Linked DNA regions of Mus musculus: regions 1, 2 and 3 are each linked to region 4. The links are chromatin contacts, called in public ChIA-PET and Hi-C maps. All regions are on one chromosome and are shown on one strand. Each heading gives the region's core, a stretch centred on a gene start, on an enhancer-like site or on the middle of the called end of the contact. The rest is flanking DNA. Distances are from core to core; before and after follow the strand shown.

Evidence for each region. Hi-C and Micro-C count contacts between places; a contact is called where the count stands out from the background. ChIA-PET counts read pairs in DNA pulled down with a chosen protein or histone mark.
Region 1: a contact with region 4 is called in an RNA polymerase II ChIA-PET map of memory CD8 T cells, with 78 read pairs. The contact joins the promoter of Cog6 here to the enhancer-like site in region 4. A contact is called at or near these places in 3 of 39 promoter capture datasets (the 3T3-L1 cell line, the C10 cell line and stem cell-derived epiblast-like cells), 1 of 15 datasets of contacts at CTCF or cohesin (large pre-B cells), 5 of 484 Hi-C or Micro-C datasets (Th2 cells, cerebral cortex, nephron progenitors and 2 more) and 2 of 115 datasets of contacts at active chromatin or transcription factors (Th17 cells and memory CD8 T cells).
Region 2: a contact with region 4 is called in an RNA polymerase II ChIA-PET map of effector CD8 T cells, with 14 read pairs. The contact joins two enhancer-like sites. A contact is called at or near these places in 3 of 484 Hi-C or Micro-C datasets (adipose-derived mesenchymal stem cells, frontal cortex and myocytes) and 2 of 115 datasets of contacts at active chromatin or transcription factors (effector CD8 T cells and memory CD8 T cells).
Region 3: a contact with region 4 is called in a Hi-C map of uterus, with 4 times the contacts expected there. The contact joins two enhancer-like sites. A contact is called at or near these places in 10 of 484 Hi-C or Micro-C datasets (the C2C12 cell line, CD4 T cells, adipose-derived mesenchymal stem cells and 4 more) and 1 of 115 datasets of contacts at active chromatin or transcription factors (CD8 T cells).

What each region holds. Positions count from the first base shown.
Region 1 is chr3:53,015,954-53,018,653 of GRCm38.p6, reverse strand. Cog6 (component of oligomeric golgi complex 6) reads left to right here and starts at 1,431. Exons shown (of 19, transcript NM_026225.3): 1 at 1,431-1,608. The coding sequence starts at 1,456.
Region 2 is chr3:52,702,226-52,704,925 of GRCm38.p6, reverse strand. The region is part of intron 3 of Gm30235 (a long non-coding RNA gene); the gene reads right to left. Among named protein-coding and RNA genes, the nearest start is that of Gm22798, 19 kb to the left of the region's middle. Within about 2 kb of position 1,300, at least 14 of the 459 cell types and tissues checked have an H3K27ac peak or open chromatin away from gene starts, as enhancers often do. A contact at or near this core is called in effector CD8 T cells, where this site is marked.
Region 3 is chr3:52,684,594-52,687,293 of GRCm38.p6, reverse strand. Gm30235 (a long non-coding RNA gene) reads right to left here. Exons shown (of 4, transcript XR_867280.1): 3 at 1,683-1,825. Among named protein-coding and RNA genes, the nearest start is that of Gm30235, 36 kb to the right of the region's middle. Within about 2 kb of position 1,338, at least 76 of the 459 cell types and tissues checked have an H3K27ac peak or open chromatin away from gene starts, as enhancers often do. A contact at or near this core is called in uterus, where this site is marked.
Region 4 is chr3:52,838,988-52,841,687 of GRCm38.p6, reverse strand. No RefSeq gene overlaps it. Among named protein-coding and RNA genes, the nearest start is that of Gm30292, 43 kb to the right of the region's middle. Within about 2 kb of position 1,322, at least 56 of the 459 cell types and tissues checked have an H3K27ac peak or open chromatin away from gene starts, as enhancers often do. A contact at or near this core is called in Th17 cells, Th2 cells, effector CD8 T cells and 2 more, where this site is marked.

The DNA.
Region 1 (2,700 bases), core at 182-2,681, 180 kb before region 4:
GTTATGATCTTATAAGACAGCTCTCAGAGAGCCAGCTCATCCCTCCAATCTATCAGATGAGGTTAGTAGCACAAACATGTCCATCCATGAACACAGAAAGGGACCCCAGCAGAACCCAGGGCCATTGGTGCCTTGACTCTGGACCTCTCATCCTCCAGAACAATCAGAAATAAATTTCTATTGTTTGTAAGCTACCAAGTATAGAGCATTTTGCTGTAGTAGCTGAAAAGGATTAAAGAAGATTGCAGGAATTAGTATATAGAGATTTGAAATTTTGGGTGCCTGTGCCCAGTAACATGTTATGGCGAGAGAGTTGCTACCACAGAGCAACTGCCAATAAATAAGACTAGCTCGATAATGTGAATCTGAACTTGCAGGTGTAATAAAAAAGATCAGTTAACACTATCACAGTATGGCCATTATTGATAATTGTCACCGTGTTTTGTAAATCAAAAAGTGATATCGCAGGCTGAAGAGATGGCTCTGTGGTTAAGAGCACAGCTGCTCTTGTGTAAGACCTAGGTTCAGTTCTTAGGACCCCGGATTGGAACCATCATAACCCCAGCTCTAGGGGGACATGACGCCCTTTCTGGCCTCCACTGGGACTGCATGTATACAGTGCACATCCATGCATGCATGCATACACACATACACACATGCATACAGGAGAAACACTTTCTTGCCCACTGCTTTCCAGCTACACTGCCTTTGGTCAGTTTGTGAGAATGCAAAGTTCCTTGTTTCTGGGCCTTTACATGTAGGCTTTCTCCTATTTGGAGATTTCTCACAGCTCTAGGTCTCTTTTAAATCTGAAATTAAAGGCCAGGTCCTTCCAAGCCTTCTTGAGTAACCACTTTGGCCTGCATTTCATTTCTTTCCTCTGTCTCTTCATTGCCTTCTGTTTACTGTCTTGTTTATTATTTATGTCAGTGCACACCAGCAGCCCTGGCAAATACTCTAGCTTCGATTGATGCTTTTCAGAATGATGAATTCAGATAAACGAAATTTAATTGCAATCAGTTCTGTTGATCATGCATGCATGCCAGCTACTGGTTTCGGCATATTTTACATATACTTTACATTATTACTTTACATATTTTACATTATTACTTTGGCTTTTTTTTTCAAGATTCAGATTCCTGAAGTCTCTTTTACAACCTCCAACCTCTTTTTTTTGTTGTTGTTGTTGTTGGGTTTTTTTTGTTTGTTTGTTTTTTTTTTTTTTTTTTTTTTAGTTTTTCGAGACAGGGGTTTCTCTGTATAGCCCTGGCTGTCCTGGAACTCACTTTGTAGACAACCTCCAATCTCTTCTGAGCGTGTCCTCGCCTCCCAGGATTTTAAAGTAAACCGGGCAGGTAGAGCGTCTCGGATCGCGGTGCGCATGCGCGGCCAGGTGTGCGCATGCGCGAGTGAGTGCACAAGCGCAGTGCTTCCGTTACGCCGGGTCTGTCAGCGATGGCTGACGCCAGCGGGGAGGTGGCTGCGGTCCCCGCCTCCGGGGCCGCCAATGGCTTCAGTAATGGGGCAGGTGCGACCCCCGCGCAGCCCAACAATCCGCTGTCGCGTAAGCTGCACAAGATCCTGGAGACACGGCTAGAAAATGACAAGGTAACCGGAGGGGGCGGGGCGGACCCCTGGTCTCGGGCAGAAGCTGCTGCTGTCCTAGGCGTAGGGAAGCGCTTTTTGGGGTAGCTGTGCCCTGCCCTTGCGCTCTTGCTGTGTCCTTTACTTGAACTCCTTCCCGCACGCCCTCCCCTTAACCGTCTAGAGCAGTACTTCGCGGCTCTTATCAGAGCTGGCTGTCTCCCCTGCAGCTTTGAGTAGCCAGGTATAGCCGTGCCTACGTGGCACAAAAGAATACAGTAAGGTGGGAGCCGTAAAGACGTGGGTAAAGATAGAAGTAAGTAAAAATAAGCTGTCAACAAGAATTTGACTCCTGTGTGTCAAAAACAGAACATTAACATGCTGAGTTATAAATAAAGCCCTGGGCTAGATAGGGTTGTGACATGCTACCAAAAGCCATACTGAGTAGGACAGCTTGGGATGACAAGCCCAGTGTTAGCATCAAGAAGAAACTACAAAGCGCTTCTCAAAGCGGACCTTAGGTCCACAAAACAGCGAGAAAAAACAAAACAAAACAAAAACGTCATGGTCGCTGATTTGAGAAATTTGCTGCGGGTCTGATGAATAAAACTTTCTGAATCCCTGTGAACCACAGTACTTCAAACCCTGCTGCAAGGACTGGTCAACATAGTAGACCCGTTTCTCCAGCACTCCCAACTGCCAGGCACACAAGCCACTCTTTGCAATTTGAGTGAATCGAGCTATAAAGTTTTGCCTGCATTTATCTGACTTTGGCTCTCACTTCTTCAAGCATCTTGACAACTTTGTGCAGGAAAAAACACGTTCACAAACAACTGGAAGCTCCCTAAGAGTTCACAGAATCCAGAACTCATTGGCAAAAATGTGTCCATTGTAAAGGTTTCTGTTTTAATTAATAAAGGTGTTTGAGCTATTGATTTATAATTGGCATACTAAAATCAGTTTCTTTTGCACCAAACCAGTATAAATGTACATATTTTTATCTCATGATACTTGGTGCTATAACTTTCTACACTTTGACAATTCACTTACAGTCTCTCAGAACATATACTACATAAAGAATTGCCTTCTCAGAAATGGAGGAGGAATGGAGGGAGG
Region 2 (2,700 bases), core at 51-2,550, 140 kb after region 4:
TATTGTCAAGTATTGTTATGTGTACACAATCATATATTGTAAACAGCAGGTTTAACCTGAATTCACTGACATGCATCAATCAACTTCCCAGGATGCCTTCCCATACCACCCTCTGCCTATGGATTATTGCATCATGATGGTGGAACAGTAAATTAGTCTTACAGACAAGGTCAGCACTCTCAGTGCCCTAAACTACCTTAGTTAGGCATCTGGTCGACCCTGTTATTGTACACATGGATTGAGCCACAGAAGGGAGGAATTCTTGCTCTCAACCCTACAGAGCTGGTTTGTGGCTCTGCCAGACCACACCCTGAACCACTCTTATACTTCTTTATACTTTACCCAATTCTACTCCTAGAGACTCAGTCATTAGAATACTTGTGAAGAACAAAATCCAGTTTTATTTCAGTATCTTTGTAAGACTCTTCATATAAAACCTTTTGCAAGCCAGAAAAAAAAAATATCCTTCCCAGCTTGTGCAAAGTACAACTCAGAAAAGACGGGTACCAAAGTTGCATCACTGGAATAAAAGCTTAGCTAGTGTCATGGCTTATCTTCATTGAGACCTTGATGAGTTTGAGAAGCACCTACAAGACCAATAAATCACATATCTGGGTATCTCTATGAGGGCATTTCCAGAAAGACTAACCCCTGAATGTTGATGGTACCCGTCTCTTATGCACAGGGCCCAGATGCAATCAAAGGGAAAAAGTTCACCAGGAAGAACTATCTCCCTCCCTTTCCTCCCTCCCTTCCCTATCTGTTTCTCTGCTTCTTGGCTGCCCCAAGGTGAGCTAATCTATTAAGCCACACTTTTGGTAGCTATGAGGCACCAAAAACTTCTGAAGTCCCCCCTCCTTACATTGTATTTGGTTTGTTGGTTGGTCGTTTGGTTTGTGACAAGTTCTCCATATGTAGCTCAAGCTGACTTCACTCCTCTGAGCTGGGACTATAAGCATATGCATCTTGCCTGGTTCGTGAGTTCCCTGGCTGTTGTATTTTTGTCACAGCGAAAAGAAGCTAGCAAAGAAAGTACGCATGTTTAGCACTCTACTGTGTACGCTATGTGCATTTCTCCTTGTAATCCTCATTATTGTCTCCATTTTACAGTTGGGAGAACTGAGAGTTTTGAGAAGCGTATTTGTTACTTTTCTTATTGCTGGAATAAAACACTTGGCAAAAGCAACCCAAGAAAGTAGTGTTTCCTTGGGTTCATGGTTTTCAGAGAAGGTATGACCACAGAAGCGTAAGGTGTCAGACCACACTGCCTGCATATTCCGGAAGCAAAGACAGAGGCATGTCACACTTCACTCATGATCCATCTTTCACTAACTCTGAATCTGGGGACTGGTGCTCTCCATGTTCAGGTTGGGTCTTCCTTCCTTAGTTAAACATATCTGGAAATGTTCTTAGTGACACATTTGGAAGTCTGTTTCCATGGTGACTTTAAACCCAGTAAAGTTGACAGTAAAGATTAACCATCATAAGAGACGCAAAACTCCACTTAAAAGCTCACAACTGATGAGAGATAGAGCCAATATTTAGATTTGTAGTGTAAGTGAAAGCCCTAATATAATGACTATAGTCATTATAGATAAGTGTCATTCCTAATTCATCCCCCGAGATTTTAGCTTTCTAGGGTCCAGTACCCAGAGTGTCTCTCCTGGAAAGCCACCCTCTGTTCTGGCATGTAAGGAACAGACTCGTGAAAAACACCATCCTGAGCCTACTTCATCCCACGTTCTTCTTCCAAGGCTCCAGAAATGTGGTCTTCCCTTATGATGCCAATTAGGCAAGAACAGATGGTCTAGTTCTTCTCAGTTGTTACCCATTCAACATTCGTGGAAAAAATCCTGGAAGGTTTATTTGCAACATAAGTGTCAGCCCCAAAGGAAACTTCTTTTTTAATTTCTTGCCCTCCCTAGGAAAAGAAGAGTTCTAGAAAGAGACTTTCAGCAACTTTGGCCAAATGTGGCGAAATGTGTACATGATAATGTAAGGATTCAAAAGGCGTGTACGCAAACAGATCCAGTAGTTATAGTCATCGCTATGACATCTGATAGGGTGACTGGTAACCTTGAACTTGCCAATAACCAGCAGAGTGCACTTTGTGAGTGACTAGATCGGGCGAGAGGCTAGCATACTAGCAAAGCGGCTGGCCTGTTAGAGGGGTATGACATCCTCCCATCTACTCAGCCCTGAAGCAGACAGGTTTCAAACCAGCTTCCTCGTCTCTGACAAACATCCAAATTTTTGATAGCAACTGAGAACCTTATGAAGCAATTGAATAAAAGGATACACTCAAAGCCACTAGAGAACCTTCCCATACCATCTCTTTTCATCTCTTCAAGAAAATGGTGTAAAATTCCAATTTATATACTGGGCACATACCCCAAAATGTAGTTTTCGCTTCTTTGTAAAACTCGAGCATTCCAAGAGTTAAGCAATTTTGATCATTTTGAAAGTAGCTGTCAGATTTAATATCTGCTAAGGAGACAGAGGGCAAATGTATTCTGGAGCCTGTTATATAATTTACAGATTATTTTTGCAATTTATATTCCATCAAATAGGGTATATTAGACTCTCAGAAAGCACGTAATGATCAATTAATTTCAGCAGAGCAATCTTGGTGGCACTTAGGGGACAGGCATGATTAGACCCTTTTCTAGCTGAGTCCCAAGGTCAAGTCATCAAATATGA
Region 3 (2,700 bases), core at 89-2,588, 150 kb after region 4:
AGAGAAAGAAGCATCAAAACACAAGTTTACCTCAGGGGAGGCCGCCTTCCCTAGGCTCTTCCTGATGGGACTGCATATCACTTATCCCAGGGCCTTTAATTAGAGTTCATGTTATATGGGTATCAAGCAATGCTTTCGGTGTTAATTAATGATGCTATGAAGTCCTAATGCCCACCTAAGCACAAATGAACTTGAGCTAAGGAAAACTTTGTGCATATTAATTGAGAGAGCCATGTTCTGTAAAAACTTTATAGAGAAGCCATTTTCTGTGGTGAAATATAATTTCATGGCCTTTTCTGGGCTTCTAAGTAGCACCTGCAAGATGATGCTCTCATTCCAATCCACAAAGGCAGGGGAACCCAGACAGATTATTTATTTTTCTCCTTTAAAAAATATCACCATCATCATCATCACCACCACCATCATCATCATCATTCCGAGTCTGTGTGTGGGCCTGAGTTTATGTGTAACACATGTCCGCAGGAGTTTGGGCAGGACAGATGAACTGGGTTACAGGCAGCTGTGAACTCCAGATGAGTGCTGGCTACAGAATCAGGGTCCTCGGCAAGAACAGCAAGCACCCCTCACCACTGAGCCCTCCTCAGCCTGCAGAGAGCTCATTTTAGGCTGAAATGCCCACTGTGACACAGGCACGTTATTGGCCATTTTTGCTGACCATGCAGCTCTTGGGGCCGCATAAGACTTGAGTTCTGTATAGGTTTTCCTGAGAGCCATAGAAAAAGCATTAAGGAGTAACGCCATAAAAATAAGTCCTTGCCCATCTTACTGACAGATAGGAGGAAACCCCATGGCTGCTCAGGGTGACGGCATCTCGGCATCTGGGAACAGGCAGTTTGAACAGTTGTGAACCAGACCCTGGTGTTCAGAATGGTCAGCTTGCCTAGGAACTCTGGCTGGGAAGGGAGGAACCCATGTTCCCAGAAGGGCAGAGCCACCACAGCCCAACAACCCCAGCAGCTCGCTCCCAATTATCCACCCCAGTCTAACTTCAGAAAAATTTATTCAGCAAATTGCAGAACTTTTTGGCACTAGACTCAGAAAAAAAAATTCCAACAGTGAACTCAGATCCAAGAAAACCTGTCATCTCTTAGTCGTCTCTTCTTGCAGGAAGGAGGAAAAAAATGATCCAGACATTTTCCAAGAGAAAATAAACTCTCAAGGCTTAGGCAGGGGCTTGCAAGTTTGGATAAAAATTCTCAACTCAAAAAGGTGGTTGTCGAGTTGACAACGTGCCTCCCTCCCACACCCGTACTAAATCACCACTCCAGGGTGTGACTCAGGGAGTGTGGAAGCTCTGGGCTCATCTCGTAAACACAGAGTTTCCATGCCCATGTTCTAGATTCCTTGCTAGCTAGCCCAGTGCAACTCCGGGTCAGGGCAAATAAGGTAAGGAGACCATTCAAGTTCAACTTCAAAAGCCATTCTTCTCTGGGCTAAAGTGCAGGAGAGGCCAAAAGAACTGTTTTCCCTATTGTCTGGCACTGAGCTGCTGACAAGGAAGAAATATGAAGACTTGGCGGAAAATCAAACTCTAACAATAAGCGAGCTACACAAGGAGAGCCTTCAGTGTGGCTGTCCTGCAGGCACTCCTCCTGCTACTTTGTGAGGTCTAAGAAAGCTGTGGGAACTTTGTCCTTGTCCCTCCCCATGCCATCCTCTACCTGAGTGTTCCTCAGCAGTCCTTTGCTTTATGCCCGGTAAGCCAAGGGGCAGAGATCCCTCAGAGCTGGCAGTCCATGGAGCAGAGTCAGTGAGTGGCAGGTGTCTTCCTGCTCTGAGATGAGTCAGTCCACTGCTAATCCACCTGTTGGGGGAATTATCACTGAGACACAGTATTGAGCATGATAATCAAGATTGAGTGAAGCCGGGCGTGGTGGCACATGCCTTTAATTCCAGCACTTGAGAGGCAGAGGCAGGTGAATTTCTGAGTTCGAGGCCAGCCTGGTCTACAGAGTGAGTTCCAGGACAGCCAGGGCTACACAGAGAAGCCATGTCTCAACTCCCCCCCCCCCCAAAATGACTGAGTGAAGCTCTGTGAGTCCTTAGGTGGGAATGTCTATACCCTGTCATCTTCCACACTGTCCCATGCTCGTGCATACACACACGAACACACACACACACACACTTTTCTCTCAATGCCAGAGTTGTCATGCTTTTATTATAACATAGTCACCCATTCATCAGATATTACACCCCTCCTACTATACTTCTCCATATTTTCCCATCTCCATCTTCCATTAGTACCCCCTAATTATGCAATCTATTTTCGTTAGGGTTCACTATTATTGCCCATGCTATCCAGGTCATCTCATAAAATCATTTTCGCCTAAGTACCAAGCCTTTCAAGGAGAAATAGGTTAATGCAAGAAGTGAGTTAAAGCTGACAGTCCAGGGAGTGGAGTTTTGATGGGGCTGGAGTAAGCAGGACTAGTTAATTCGCAACAGATGAACTAAAGTTCATTTGAGTGAAGGAAGTGGCCCATTCATTGGCTTCTGAGATGGGGGAGGGCAGACAGCTAGAGAGGAGCCCTGTAGGTCCATTTTCTATTGTGAGCCAGACCAAAAATCCAGGTGACAGAAGGTTGATTCTTTCTGTGGCCTTCAAGGGAGAATCTGGTGTTTGGTTTGTGGACAGATTTCTGCCTTACACTTACAGGACTGGGGTTCCTGTACTCTTGC
Region 4 (2,700 bases), core at 73-2,572:
AGGGAGGTAGCAGGAAAGGGACAAAAAGACCAGACCCAAAAGGTCTGGGCAGGAAACTGTGGAGACCTGAGGGCTCATTAGGGAAGCTTTGAGCTTCTTCCAAGGTGAGGAGAAGCCTCCCAGAGCTGTGGTTAGCTGCCGACTGTTTCACAGGAGGGCTCTTTTGAAGCTTTCCAACAAACTGCTGGGAGCTGGCTTCCTCCTGCTTACACACTTTACTCTCTTCTTTATCGCCATACTTTGTATCGAATATCGCCACATTCCCAGGTGCATGGCACTTCCACCCAAGTCCCCATACCTCTCTTCTTCAAATGATTTAGTTACTGAAATCTGTGGTCCCATCTCCTTGGACTCATTAGGTAGCTTGATAATATTTTTACATGCAGGCCGGGAAGAAAAATAAAAACTTCTCAATTTTCAAATAATTTTTATTTATTATCAGACACAAAATAGTGTACTTTAGAATCCTAGGGTCTTTGGGGATTGGTAGCCAGAGTCTTGATTTTGTTATAAAGGATATTATGTATCAGTATTGGGTAATAGTGCAGCTTTCTTGACCAGTGAAGAGGAAAGAGGACAATTCCTTATTGCAGGAGGCTGTCTGAAGTACCAGAATGCTATACCAGAATTTTAAAAGGCACAGGGTAGGCATTTTAAGCACAGGGAAGCCCCTACCTCTCAAAATATAAAATAATGTTTTTAACCATAGTGGTAATTCCATATGATGGACTTTGTTAAACGTAAAACCACTAATATATATGAAAACACAATTTATCAAATTTTACCGACTAGTAAATTACAGGTTGTATTGACTCACTATTTGAAGCACTAATGGAATAAGGGAAGCTAAAAGCTGTCTTTTCATTGGCTGGGTGGCTGGTCTTCAACAGCTGGGCGACCAGTGTGGTAAACAGGAAGCCATCTCCATGGTAATGGGCAATTCAACTTAACTTTTTAACACGCTAAGAGGTAATTACTTTTTTTTTTTTTAATTTCCATTTTTAAAACGTTTGGAGTTCATGACAACAGTGAGGACCCGAGGGTCAGGCATTTCCTGGTCGTTAGTGAAGCTGACTTTAGCTGACTTTAGGTCACTAAGAATTAAACGTTGTGACCCCCCTCCCCTTTTTTTTAATGAAAAGTGAACTGTGATTTTTTTTTTTTCTCTTTCTCTCCTCTTCCTGAAGTCTGCAACACAAATAAATGACAGAATTTTATGCTCACACACATGGTGTTTTGATTTCCTGCAGATGATAAGATCAGGGTGGAGGACCGATAACCACAGGGTGTAGGAGGGTGGGGCTCAGGCAGGCCCACATTAAAGCCACAGGTGGGTCCCTGACAGATGAGAAGATGAACCAGGGCTGAAGAGGCCAGCCAAGACGGTGAGTTCTGCTGAGACAACCTGGAAGGAGAAGATGGGCGGTCTCAGGGCAGAGGAGAATTCTGTTGGAGGCCGAGCTCTGCCAGGGACTTCTAGAATACACTACAGAGCCTGTATCCTAGGCAGCTGCCTGGGTGTGGTCCCCCTCTAACACCCACATTTTCTCTTCCCTACCTTAATAATCTATGCACTTCAAAATTCCAGGCAAGTCTGCATTCATAGGCTGTCTTGAGAACAAGAAATAAGAACAAATGAAGTCAGTGTCCACAGTAGCAAACCACAGTCCAGCTCTCTGCAGGCAGCGCTTGCTCTTCAACAGCCTGTCGCTGTCAAAGGTAGCTAGAGTCTGCCTAGCGTTGAGTCTCCGCAACACTGTAGCAACCCTCTTCGCCTTTCCCACGCTACAGCCTGCTCCCATTAGCCATCAGTGAGTGTACAGCCAAGCAGAGAAGACAGATGAGACTCTCCAGCAGCCTAGGGCAAAGTCTTGGGAAGTCCCCAGGTCCAAGAGTTGGATGGACCCAGAGAAGCTTCAGGGTGCAACAAGTGCATTTCTACTGACTATAGTCTTTCCTGGTCCAGAACCCATGTCCAAAAGGTTCTGGCAACACAGGAAGGAGAAGAAAGATTCTGATAAAAATGAGTTGCCCACAGGGTATACACAGAAGTCTCGGGGGTCGTTGATGCTTTTCCGGGAGCCATCTGATGACTACAGCTTCAGACAAGAGTGCTGTCCATTCTTATAGTCAGTATTTAAATATTCAGTACTTTAAACAGAAATACTTCTATTGATTTTATTTTGAGCTATTTTATGATTTTATTTTTGAGACAATGTATCACTCACTCTGTAGCCCAGGCTGCCCTTAAGCTTTCAGTCTTTCTGTCCCAGCTGCCAGAACACTGGGATTACAGGTTTTCCTTAAACCCAATTAGCGCGCAGAAGTCCTGGATGCTGGAGGGAGGATGGATGCCATGACAGAATGTCTCAGGAGCTAGGCTAGCCTGCAGGGATGTAGACTGCTTCCACAGGCTCAAAATGATTCTACCTCCGTTTCTGCAAGAGTTTTGTGACCACGGACCCCGTTGATCATGTGCACACAGATGCCTTAAAGCTGTTCAGACCAGGATCTTATTCAAATCTGATATTAGAAGCTGTTCTTTCTTAGCCCCACCCCCATCATCAATCAGTTCATCTGTACATAGCTGGGTCTACGTTCCTGTCAGGACCAGTCCCATGACTGTGTGCTCCTGGCTGGGATAAGACTTCTCCTGCCTCACAGTGAATCCGTTTAATGCAGGACATAGTCCATGCTGCC